Regions from separate parts of the Sus scrofa genome. Here all the other regions are linked to region 2. A link is a contact called in public HiChIP or PLAC-seq data. All regions are on one chromosome and are shown on one strand. The core of a region is the stretch at or near the end of the contact, and the rest is flanking DNA. Distances in the headings are between cores, read along the strand shown. Region 1 holds the start of SLC16A9 (monocarboxylate transporter 9). Region 2 holds the start of CCDC6 (coiled-coil domain-containing protein 6). Region 3 holds the start of MRLN (myoregulin).

Region 1 (3,896 bases), core at 1,025-3,524, 190 kb after region 2:
ATACTTAACCACTTGAGATTGCTTTGAGATAGTGCGGCCTCTGCCAAACCTGCTTTCCACCACACTCTGTCCTAGGGCAGGGGTTGATCAGGGAACTCATCCTTGGCTTCTTGGGTCAAATTCCATTTGATGGTATAAAGTGTCAAATTTGGACCAGATTTCTGAGTCCTCTTGCATGTCTAAATGCTCTGCTGAGGTGTGACTGAACAATGAACCTTCACAAGGAGGTGGGGGCGATTTTCACACTCTAGCCAGGCAATAATTCCCTAGGCCAAATGGCCACTGTCCCTACCCCCATCCCCAAGGCAGCTTCCATGGCTCACCAAGTTCTCCAAGGCTACATTCTACCCACCTCATTCACTGCATTATAATCTGGACTCCCCACCCTCCACCCCAGCCATTTGAGTTTTTGACACTTGTGATTCAGTCTTAGATAGAGGTTGGAACCATGCTGTGCCTAAGAAGGAGCTAATTTTCAGTTCTTAGTTGATAGGTGTGGACTGGCTGAGCGGAAATGGCAAGGCTGGTCATAACATCCTCTTTAAAAGAAATCTGGGAAAACTCAGTCAAGATGAGGATGTGGACATGGCAGCTTCTTCCAAATGGCGAACAAAGAAGTATTTTTTGAGCAAGGTTTCCTTGTCCCCTCAATGACTCCAACTAATTATCAAGGTGACATTTGCTGTGGTGGTTAGGGGATATCTAAATCAAAGGAAAAACCTTCTAAAATACATTTTATTGACACGTAGAGAGAAAATCACACAGATTATCAGTGTATAGGTTCATGCATTATTATAAAGAGACACGCCTGAGTAACCACAAACCAGATCAAAAACAGAAGAGGATGAGAAGCTCCTTTTGTATCCTCGCTCCTTGGAAATACATTTTTTTTTTTTTTCTTTTTCTTGTCTGTGCCTGTGGCATGCTGAAGACGAGGCCAGGGACTGAACCTTCACCATAGCCACAGCAGGGATCCAAGACACAGCCGTGACAATGCGGGACCCTTAACTGCTTGGCCACCAGGGAACTCTGGAGTACATTTTTTTGATGGTGTGGAGAGAATCACTTCATTTTTCCTTCCAGAAACTATTCCTGGGACCACCTCTCTCTGATTTTTACTTGTACTTAATCCCCCCATCTTACTTAGGACAAATTAAAATTATATCAATTAGCACTGGCCATTCTCTTCCCATAACCTAAAGGAAAGTCAGTAAATTGAGTGGAAAGGAATGATGTGAGGCAAAAGAGATGAACTGATGACCTGTCTTCTAGAAAACTCACCAGGATGTTCACAGGTTTTTTTTGGACTCTCATCTCACATAGACTCCCGGATGTGGGAAAATTGAGAAACTGAAGCCTCATCTAACCAACCCTTTCCAGGGGGTACGTCAGAATAGAGGTTCAGTGTATAAACGGAATTCTCATCCCGGTGATGGGTGGTCCCAGCCCCCTTTAAGAAGTTAGTAGAAGGTATGGCGCCCCTTCCCACAAATACCTATATACACAGGAACACAAAAAAGTGCACATTATTTTGGGAGGGGGGCACACCTAGAAAGCCCTAGTGTCCTACCTACGGACTGTCTCCAGTCTGCTGCAGTGACTGGGAATCTCAGAGCCCTTTACCTTTCAGCCAAAAATAGGAGTGTATTGTTAGTGAAGCCCACCTGCCTTGACAGACTCAGCGTCCTCAGATGCAGCCTCTCCAATCAGCACATTATGTGCACTCGGGGGAGTGGGGGGGAGCTCCCTCCTTTTCCACGGAGCTGTCACAAAGGACAGCACTTGGCACCCTCACTCCTCACTGCCCAGGAGCACTGACTCCACAAAGTTCTGGTGCCCGTTTCTCTGGGATCACTGCCAGCTGGGGATAGAGCTCCGGCCAGGAGGGCGCCCAGCGGCCCAAGAGCCTGAGAGACCAGGAGGGAACTCGCACTCATCTCTAGACCCGGGCTCCTCCGACATGCACAGTGCCCCGAGCAGCGGGTGCGGGCGTGCGGTGGGCGGCGGGGACGCAGCGGCGCCCGGGACGCGCGCGCGCGTGTGCGCACACCCAGAGGGCGCCTGGCCGGTGGTGCCCATCTCTCCTGCGGCCTTGGTGGCTCCGGGCCGGGCCGGGCCGGGCCGGGGCCGTGGCCCCAGCCGTGCCCTCCCTCTTCCAGGCCGGCCTGGCCCGGCCCAGCGCCGCGAGAGCAGAAGCAGCGCCCCTACCGCCAGCTTTTCCACCTCCATCTCCTCCGCCTCCTTCCCCCAGCCACTAGCTCAGTCACAACCGGTTCAGACTGGCCAGGGTGCCCCGCAAAGAAGAGAGAGAGGGGGGGAAAACACTGGGAATAACTTCCCCAGGAGGAGGAGAACGAGAAGGTGGAGCCCAGAGGAGGGGCCGGCTCCTTCCCTCCATGTGGCCGCCGCTGCCGCGGGGCTCGGCGGGGGCAGAGGGCGGCGGCTCCCGGGGCAGCGCGTAGCGGGACCGATTGCCCAATACTCCGGCAGGGGCCGGGGCCGGGCCCCCGGATAAATAGCCGCCCGGCAAGCCCGGAGCTGCAGGGGAGAGCAGCGGCAGCGGTCTTACCTCCGACCACGTTCCCGGGGCACTGCGCCCTGTGCTGCGCCCCGGAGACCCTGCCGAGGCTGGTACTCAGGTAAAGGGTTGGAGCTTGCGGGGTGGGTCCCAGAGGTCGGCGGGCACCCGTCTGTCTAACCTCCCGGAAGCGTCAAGTAACTCAGCCGACTCCGAGCACTAGGAGGTGGCGGCGGCGGCAACAACGCTGTCATCATCAGCTGCCGAGCAGCTCGGAACTGGTTTCTAGTTTGGGCTGTGTGCCGAGGGCTGAGCGTGTCCTCAGTGCGCTCGCGCCCACCCGGTGACCCCCACTTTGGTGGGGTGCTTCTCCGCGGTGGGCCAGTTTTCCCAGGGCCCCAGGGGGGCCTTTTGCACAGAGCTGGGGGAGGCGGGGAGGGGGCGACCTGGAGGGGGGGCGCTTTGTGTAGAGATCTGCTCCAGGAACCCCGAGACAGCTTCTGGGACTGCGGGTGGCAGAGGGGAGGTGGGGGAAAGCCACTCAGGTGAGCCCCTGTCTCCCAGAGGGCAGCCAAGCCTCCAAACGCACTGTTGGAGCTGGTGAGCGCAGGTGTCCCGGGGAGGGAGGAAAAGAGGGCGCGGGGCGGGCGGGTTCTGCACGCTGCGCCAGGTTCAGCACCGCGGGGTCAGCTGGGGCGAGCGCAGCCCATCCTCCGTGACCGCCGCGAGACGCGCGGCGCCTCGGCCGCCAGGACGCAGAGCGGTAACTTGGAAGGACCAGGTGCTTAACGCTCCACCTGAGACTCGTCCTGGGTAACCTGCCTTAGCTTCAGCAGCTCACAGAGGCTTTGGAAAGAACTGATAACCTGTTAAAACCTTGGTCATTGAAAACACATCAATGCTTCTTAGGATGCCACGTCTAATCCAGCCCAAGGCAGTCAATCCTGAAGGTTTAGGTAGGATTTACGCTGAATATACATATTACTTACACAGTAAGCTATTTAATATAATACCTTTTGGATCAGTTTCTTGGGTCACAGTTAGTTTGAGTGTAATTATTTTTTAAACTTAAATTACTTGGAAACTATTCAGATAGCAGGTGGATTCCCCACCCCGAAGTAGCCTTTTGCATCAAGTCCTGTTAATTTGTTCCTAACAGTTTTTAAAATTTGAGTTGGCATCAGCTGTGCAAAATGGGTCTGGCTGATACAGGCAGAGGACTGAGGGAGCTGGAGAAGATTCCGAAGTGAAAGCAGCAGTTATTCATGATAGGATTACACCTTTTAAATAAGATGTGCATCCAGATAACAGGGTTAGTGTCCATATCATTGCCAGAAATAAATCTGCTTTTTTTAAAGGCCCTGGGAAGTGGAAATTA
Region 2 (4,497 bases), core at 246-2,745:
CATTTAAGTCCTCTTTCTGAGGCAGTTGGTGATAAAGCTGAGAGAGAGCCAGCTTGCTCCCAGCTTTGCCTGGAAGGAATGTTTTTAAGTAAGCTCTGAAAGTGGAAGCTTTAAGATACTATGGGATAGGGAACAATGGAAACTTGTGAAGTATGGAAGCCAGACTGGCTCTTAAGATTCTATCACGGTGCTGGGGTAAAGCGGAAAGAATGCTGTTAAGTCTGAGTTTCCCCATGTGGCACGACTCCCTGCTAGCTTTACCCCTCCATTTCACCCAGCAAGTGAGATTTCCAGAAGCCACTTCCAATCTGAGGAGCTGCTTGTCTTAAGTAGCACATCCTCAAAAGGAAAAAGTGAGGGAGAGGAGTTAAGTCTCAGTGAATACTAAACTGGATCACTTCTAACAGAATTGTTGACATTGGCTATATGTTTCTGAAGAGTAAAGTCAACTTTTTTTTTTGTTCTCCTGCTACACCAATAATGGCTGAGTTCAGAAGTCCTCTAGTACTAAACTAAATAATTAGGACAAATTTGGGGTTTAATTGCCATTGGCATTTTGGAGCTGTCTGCTGCAAGCAGCCATCTTGGTAAAAGATGATGTCATTTGGAACCCTTGGCATTTTAGTTTATTCCCAGGTACCTGCTGTTAGGAATTAGCTGTTGAATTAACACTGTAATCATTAGGTCAAATTTAGGTTTAAAGACAATGGAGGAGTTGAAATAAAAATCATTAAAGCACTTCTTTATCCTTCCTAACACATTACAAACTTTCCCAGAAGTTCAAAGCAATAGAAAAAAAATTTACACTTTTTTCCCCTGTTTCCAGGTTTGTTCTTCTGTTGACTAAGCTTGGAAAATAAAACTAGTCTGGTCAGTTTCATTTTCTGATTTTTATACATAAGTGAAAGCTGTTTTGTGTCAACAGTGTAAAGTGTTTAGAATCACCTCACCTGCTGGGCCAATTTCCTGTAAGCCTTTGTTTGGGACGGTAAAGGGGAAATACAAGTTTTGATCTTGCATTTCTTATGCTTCAAAACTAAAACCCTGTATTAGACCACAGTAGGGTAATTTTTTTTTTTTTTTTTGACTTCTTAAAGTTTTCTAGGAGTGGGCAAGATGATAGTAAAGGCAAATGATGGTCATGTTCTATTTCCACTTAATCACTATTTGTATAGCATAATGCTCTGTCCGCAGTTACTTTGGAAAGTTGGCACTTAAAGGGATATTTTAATCCACAAAAAGTGTTTATCTTTTTTTCTTTTGGATTAGATAAATGTTACTGTCTTAATCCTACTGCACGACAGGTCCTGGCATTGTCTGCAAGATACGGAGAGAAAAGGAAAAAAACCTTGCACCTTGTTTAAACAATTGAGCACAGTGTGGTTTACGAGATGATTAGGAGGAGGAGAAAAGACATTGTCTCTCCTGCAATTTTTTTCTTAAGGAGGTTAACCTGTGGGTGCTGTCGCGTCGCCCTCCTTGGCTCCTTGCAGAGGAACTTAACGTTCTGTGAACGCTCTCCAAACCTTCCTAGGCAAGCTCGCTGAGATCCAACTAAAAGGGCTGCGTCTGTGTTTGAAGCAGACAGAGGGAGACAGGAGCACACAACAGTCGCCAGAAGATGGGGCCACAACTCGGCTGGGGCTGGGTGCCGGAGCCGGGCTGACCTTTCCACGTGTCCTCAGCACCTGCGAGGCTAGTGGGGCATTAGGTTTCCTTTTCCCAGGAGCGGGCGCGAGCCCGGAAGAGGCTGGGCGGCGGCGGGCTTAGGGCAGAGAGAGGTGGGAGGCCCTCCCTCTGAACACGTGTGGCGGGGGAGCAGCTGGTGCGGAGGCTGACCTGGTCGGCAGGCACCGGCCCGCCCCGCGCGTCCCCAGCCCGCCGGCGGACGCCAGAAGGCTGACGGCGGCGGCAGGCGGGTCTCGGAGCTTTTCGGCCTGCTTTGCTGGGCGGCCTAAGCGAGCGCGCCAGGCCCGGCTGGAGCGAGCCCCAGTGCAATACTGCCCGAGCCCGGGCGGGGTCTCTGTTCTCTGGCAGAGGAGGTCCCTTGGCAGCGGGAAGCTCCCTCTCTTTCTCTTGCCGCCGTTCGGAGTCTGCGCCCTGGTGCCAGGCGCCCAGATCGGCGCTCCCCTGTGCTCGCCCGGCGCCCACTCATTTGCAGCCCAGCCTTCGCCGCCGCCGCCTCCCCGCTCCTCCTCCTGGTTGTCTCCCCAGCCCGCCGCGGTCATGGCGGACAGCGCCAGCGAGAGCGACACGGACGGGGCGGGGGGCAACAGCGGCAGCTCGGCAGCCATGCAGTCGTCTTGCTCGTCGACCTCGGGCGGCGGTGGCGGCGGCGGGGGAGGCGGAGGCGGCGGCGGCGGCGGGGGAAAATCGGGGGGCATTGTCATCTCGCCGTTCCGCCTGGAGGAGCTCACCAACCGCCTGGCTTCGCTGCAGCAGGAGAACAAGGTGCTCAAGATTGAGCTGGAGACCTACAAACTCAAGTGCAAGGCGCTGCAGGAGGAGAACCGCGACCTGCGCAAAGCCAGCGTGACCATCGTGAGTGCACCCCCCCTCCCGGGGGGCGCGCGGCAGCGGGCGACCTCCTCCCGCCCCGGGGAGAGGCTGCACCCCACCCCGGGCAGTCCCCCGGACTTCTCCCAGGCTCTCGAGGACCCGCAGCGAGCAAGCTCCCTGCCAAGACCTGCCGGCCCGGGAGGGTGGGGGAGAGGGAGGTGTCCCTTCGGGGCCGCTCGGGTCTGCCCTCCCCGGGGGTCCAGGCCCCTCGCGGGGTGCGGGAGGAGGCTGCTGGGACCGCCACCCACGTTCCCTTGTCGCTTCTGGGGAGGAGGCCCCTCTTGGGCAGAGCTGGAGGTCGGCGGCGTGGCTGGGGGGCGGGGTGGGACTTTTTCCAGTCCTCGTCTGCCTGAGGGGTGCGTCCAGAATCTGGGAGACCTAGGCTGAGGGAGAGAGAGGCGGCTGGGGCCTGTTCCAGGGGCCTAGTTTGGGGTGCGGGGAGTGCGCAGCTGGGCTGGGCACTTGGCTGGCATCTGGACGGCGCTGGCTGGGTCGCCCGGGGAGGGCGCGGGAGAGAGTGGCCGGGAATCCGGGAAGTGGAGTTTTCTGGCCGGGATCGAGAGGGAAGGGCGGGTACCGGAGCTGATGCTCCCACCACGTTGGAAGTCCTTTCCTTGGACAGGGGGCGGGTGGGGGTGGCGGCGGCGGTATATAGCCGGGAGAACGCAGCATCTTAGACTGGCCTGGACGGGGGGAACGGTTTGAAGCCTGGACAAGCTGAAGCCTGGGTGAAGGGGATCGACTGACTCCTTGGCTGAGCAAGATATACGTGTTTGCTTCACGGGCGGTGGAGTGTCTCGGTTATTTTGCTTCGGAGTCCAGAGACTTGGTGGGAGAACAGGCTGTCTGTTCTCTTTCCACCTGGCCCCTGGAGGCTCCCCCGAAGAGGATAAGATTAGGTGTGCAGTTCTCCCTTCTAGCGTAGCAGGCCCTTAGAAAGGCCCCTATTAGCTGTGATGAGGCGAAACGTAACTGGAAAAAGTACACTGTGTGCTCTCACCTAACATCCCTGCCAGCTAGCCACATCATTAACATGCAGAATCCCCATACAGACAACTCTATTCAGATCAAAACAGTTTCCCAGCCGGGAGGAGAGAGGACTATGTCACGAAATCAAGGGGCTAAATTGCCGCAGCTGTTGCACAATAGCTGATTAGAACTGAACGTGCAGATGGAGAAAAAGGCATGAACGTGGGGATGGACCAAAGATCACACTCTAGAAAAGGAAATGGGGCAAGTTTAGGATGCCCCCCTTGCGAGAAAAGTCTGCAGTGGAGGAGTAAGCGTGTGTGGAAGCTTCCTTTGTGCTAGCTCACGCTTGGGAACTGGATGGCATCCTGAATTTGCTTAGGAAGCAGGTTTCCACCAAAGTTTCTGTGGGATTGGCTGCTTGGAGAGAAGTTGATTGCCTAAAGAGACTTCACATGCTCAAATCCAGCTCTGGTGAATGGAATTGGAGCAATATTCACAAGTCTCCAGACTGTAAAGTTCTTGAAGTGCCCTTTTGATAGGAAGGGGGAGGAATTTGCAGAGGCAGCCACTTCCAAGCCTCTTCTGCAGCTTTCTTGGCTGAAAGAGATGTTTTTGGTGAGTGGGGGTTTGAGAGGAGGGGAAAGTTGGTGGAAACAGTTTATTTAAGATTGGGGTTGGTAAATGAGAAGATTGGTCTAGCCTCTTGGAAAATGTGAACCACCGAAAGTAGTAAAACTTCTATGAAGCCGAATCTCTGGCCTCTTGCCTATAATGAGCAATTTAGGCTGTTTTTGTTTGTTTGGGAGGGAGGCTGGGGGAGTGGAGATAAAATAAAAGGGTTATCTGTTTGACATTTGACCATATTATAAGTAAGTCCGTAGATTGGACACAAACACGTTGGCTTTGCGTGGACAAACATGTTCATTCCTGGTGTCTAAGATCAGAGGCCTCTGAGAGCTTGGCTTG
Region 3 (4,055 bases), core at 393-2,892, 150 kb after region 2:
GTCTCACTGTTAGATTTTTTTATTCATTTTATTTGTTTGGCCATACCTGTAGCATGTGGAAATTGCTGGGCTAGGGTTCAAACCTATGCCACAGCAGTGACAACAACAGATCCTTAACCCACTGAGCCACCAGGGAACTCCACCATCGTTACGCTTTTACTAGGATTGTGTTTCTGGCAGATAGGATAAGTTGAGATCATCTGCTCAACATGAGTTCTGAAGCACCCACCAATACTTGTGGAGGGGATTCTTTTAAGACTTCCTTTTCCCTGGTGTGTGAAGTTCACGGCAACATTTGGGACAAATGGCTGAGGAGGACCAAATGGCCACCCAGGTGTCTCCAAGGCTCAGCCAAGTGGGTAAAATATCCATCCGGCTTCCAATTAGTATTTTTAGTGGTAGATGATTGTGCTTGGGGTCCTTGAGACACACTAGAACCCCTGGCAAGGGGATGCCCACCTAAATTTGTACTACTGAGGGGCCAGAGTGGGAAGGGGAAGGGGTGGAGGGGTGGATCAAGGGGTGGAGGCAGTGAAGGTTTTGAAGGGGAATAGATCTAACAATTCAAGGGAGTTTAAGGGATGGTTGGATTTGGTAAAAAGGAGGAAGAGGGAGAAACGTGGTGGGGGGGCAGTGCAGGGAGTGATGGGGAGGGAGCGATTCTGGATGAGAGTCAGATGGGGGCGGTTTATAGTCCCCCAAGAAGCCACTGAAATTCCCAGTGGTCTTGAGTAAAATTGGGCAATTACCGAAGATACGGAACGAATACCATAGGGGTGAAGCAGGCAGTGAGTGGTCATCGGGTAGAAAAGTACTGCTATGGCTGAATTGTCTCCCCCACCCCCACCCCCCTTCCCTGAAAAAGATATGTTGATGTCCCGACCCTGTGAAGTAGGCTTTTCTAGAAATGGGGTCTTTGCAGATGTAATCAATTTAAGATGAGGTCATTAAGATTGGCCCTAATCGAGTACGCCTGGTGCCTTTATACGAAGGGAAGCTAGAGGTACACAGGGATATGATGATGGAGCAGAGATCTGAGTGCTGCAGCTGTAAACCATGGAACGCCTGCCAAGAACTGCAGACCATCACCAAATGCCAGGACCGGGTGAGAAAAGGTCTTCCCTTGGAGCCTGCAGAGGGAGGATGCCCTGCTGCCACCTTGATTTCTTTCCTCCCTTCCTCCTTCCCTCTTTCTCTCTCTCTTTCTTTTGGCTGAACCTGCTGTATACAGCAGTTCCTGGGCTAGGGGTCAAATCAATCAGCTGCTGGCCTCCGCCACAGCCACGGCAACACTGGATCCGAGCCGAATCTTCCACCTATGTCACAGCTTGTGGCAACGCTGGATCCTCAACCCAATGAACAAGGCCAGGGATTGAACCCACATTGTCATGGACACCATGTCAGGTTCTTAACCTACTGAGCCACAATGGGAACTCCGACACCTTGATTTCTGACTTGTAGCCTCCAGAACTCTGAGACCACAACTATCTGTTGTTTTAAGCCATCCAGCTGTGGTATTTTGTCATGCCAGTGCTAGGAAACTAGTACGGTTAGTAACCTTGGCTTAGATCATTAAATCAGATGTAGGACCTTAAAGAAGACAGGAAAGATAATCCTCCTTGGGTTCCTGCGCCAGGGCTCCCCACTCAAGCCCAAGCCACAGAAGCTTCCTTCATTCAAGCCTCCATTGAGGATCTGAGGGAAGTTGATTGAAAAATCTCCACTAGAGGAACAAAGGAGAAACAGACGAGGCTTGGAAAAAGAGCCAGAGAAAAATCTCTTTGCCTGAAAGACGAGGTCCATGTAACTCCTCAGTGTGCTGTGACAGAGCATAGATGTCCAGTGGCTCCCTGTTGGGGTCCCCAGCCCCGGGACACAGAGGGTTGGAGAAGCCACCGCGAACACCTGGGTGAAGACAGAGTGCTATGAAGGATGGTTGGCCCTCAGTCTGAGACGCAGCACCTGAAGACTATCAGGGAAGACAAACCCAGATTTAGGTAAGTGGAGATTCTTCGAAAACACTGTGGTTGGTGGTTGCCAGAACTTGGGCGTGGGGGAAGAGGACCAGAGGGCAGGGGTTCTCTAATGCATATGAGAGCTTCAGCGCTGCAAGAGGAGAAGGTTCTGGCCATCTCTTGCCCAACCATGTGAGTGTACTTAATGCGATTGAATCACACACTTAGAAAGGGTCAAGGTGCTAAAGTTTTTGATACGTACATGCATTTTCGAAAGTCTTAGCAAAATAAAAAAAGACTTAAAATATAGGGAAGGGGGGCCTACTGCAAAATTGAGAACACATTGACAACCAGATCTGCAAGGATCTCAAGATTGGACAGGAAAATAGCCTTTTCTTTTATTCAAAAGGAGTAGGAGTTCCCTGGTGGCCTAGTGATTAAGGATGGGGCTGCTGTGGCCCAGGGTTCGATCCGTGGCCCAGGAAATTTCACATGCTGCAGGTGAGGCAAAAAAAAAAAAAAAAAAAAAAAAGAGTAAAGAAAGCTAGAAAGAACTGGATGTTGGCCATGGGGTGGGCAGGTTTATGACTAGACCAGGGAAGGTCTTTCTTTGTGGTCAGCTCCTTTGAGGAGGTCGTTAAGGAAAGGCTACTGTGCATTCCAGGGCTGGCTCAGGTTGAAGGTGGGTCAGAGGACAGGTCCTGCCTGGAAAGGAGAAGCCTGAGTTGAATTTGGTCAAGGCAACTCAGGAGCATCTCGTCCAGATTGGTCGGTGGGAACAAACAGTTTGGCTGGTCATTTATGACACAGAGAATGGGAACTGAGAGCCTGTGTTTGGCCTTGTCCTGGGTAAACAAGGGAGTCATCCTCCAGTCTCATCAAAGCCACTCGAGGAAGGGTGGTTCTGTGCAGGAAGGCTTTTCCTGGAACACAGAGGGTGGGGATCCCTGTACCCAGCTCTTTTCTAGGGGCCCAGGACTCAGGTGCTCTTCCACGCTGTCAGCCCCTGCAGCTGCTCTCCACCTCCCCCAGCCCCTACCCTGATGGTGAGTTTCTGAGTTGTGAGTTTTTGAAGGGCTGCTCTGCCGAAGCTGGCCAGCCCCAGCCTCATGTGTCAAGGCCCAGTGAGTGTGAGCTATTGCTTACCTGTCCACGTGGAGGCCACCATACTCCTTCTGGCACTTATTTCTCAAAATAATCTGATGAGGTATGTGGAGGTTGTAATTGCCATTTTAGCTGAAGACACTGAGACACCAAGAGAGTAAATAACATGCCTGATGTCCCTGGGCAAACGTCACAGGACTAGTGTGTACTTTTCCTAAAGCCACCGTGCAAATGGCCATAGACTTGGTGAGTTACAACAGCAGACATCTGTTGTCTCGGTTCTGGAAACTGGAAAGAAAATCCAGGAGTCAGCAAGGCCATCTGTCTCTGAAGTCACTCAGGGAGGACACTTCCTGGCCTTTGCGTAGCTCTGGTTGCTGCCAGTGACCCTTGGCATTCCTTGGCGAGCATCTTCGTCACGTGGCGTTCACTCTGTCCAAGTTTCCCTCTGCTGTGAGGATAGCAGCCATTGGATTAAGGCCCACTCTGATCCAGTCTGACTCAGCTCCACTTGATTACATCAGCAAGGCCCTACATCCAATACAGTCACATTCACAGGTGCAGGGTTAGACCCAAACCCATCTTTTGGAGGGAGACACTTCCACTTGTAGAATTAAGAAGTGGTGGAATGAAGGCCTGAACTACTCCCTAATCATCTGCAGACTGGGGTGTTCATGCACCGGAGACCAGTAAAAATGACGCACGAGGAGTTCCCGTCGTGGCGCAGTGGTTAACGAATCCGACTAGGAACCATGAGGTTGCGGGTTCGGTCCCTGCCCTTGCTCAGTGGGTTAAGGATCTGGCGTTGCCATGAGCTGTGGTGTAGGTTGCAGACTCAGCTCGGATCCTGTGTTGCTGTGTCTCTGGTGTAGGCTGGCAGCCACAGCTCTGATTAGACCCCTAGCCTGGGAACCTCCACATGCCACGGGAGCGGCCCAAGAAATGGCAAAAAGACGAAAATGACGCAGGAGGAGTGCTAAGACAGTGTTAGAATGT

The links. HiChIP or PLAC-seq counts read pairs in DNA pulled down with a chosen protein or histone mark.
Region 1: a contact with region 2 is called in an H3K27ac HiChIP or PLAC-seq map of skeletal muscle. The contact joins the promoter of SLC16A9 here to the promoter of CCDC6 in region 2. A contact is called at or near these places in 5 of 47 Hi-C or Micro-C datasets (embryonic fibroblasts, fetal heart ventricle, heart right ventricle and 1 more) and 1 of 2 datasets of contacts at active chromatin or transcription factors (skeletal muscle).
Region 3: an H3K27ac HiChIP or PLAC-seq map of skeletal muscle shows a contact between it and region 2. The contact joins the promoter of MRLN here to the promoter of CCDC6 in region 2. A contact is called at or near these places in 3 of 47 Hi-C or Micro-C datasets (embryonic fibroblasts and skeletal muscle) and 1 of 2 datasets of contacts at active chromatin or transcription factors (skeletal muscle).

The regions. Positions count from the first base shown.
Region 1 is chr14:63,107,515-63,111,410 of Sscrofa11.1, reverse strand. SLC16A9 (monocarboxylate transporter 9) reads left to right here and starts at 2,274. Exons shown (of 5, transcript XM_005671011.3): 1 at 2,274-2,639.
Region 2 is chr14:63,297,023-63,301,519 of Sscrofa11.1, reverse strand. It overlaps CCDC6 (coiled-coil domain-containing protein 6), which reads left to right and starts at 1,495. Exons shown (of 9, transcript XM_001929282.5): 1 at 1,495-2,541. The coding sequence starts at 2,227.
Region 3 is chr14:63,150,432-63,154,486 of Sscrofa11.1, reverse strand. It overlaps MRLN (myoregulin), which reads left to right and starts at 1,642. Exons shown (of 3, transcript NM_001307926.1): 1 at 1,642-1,997.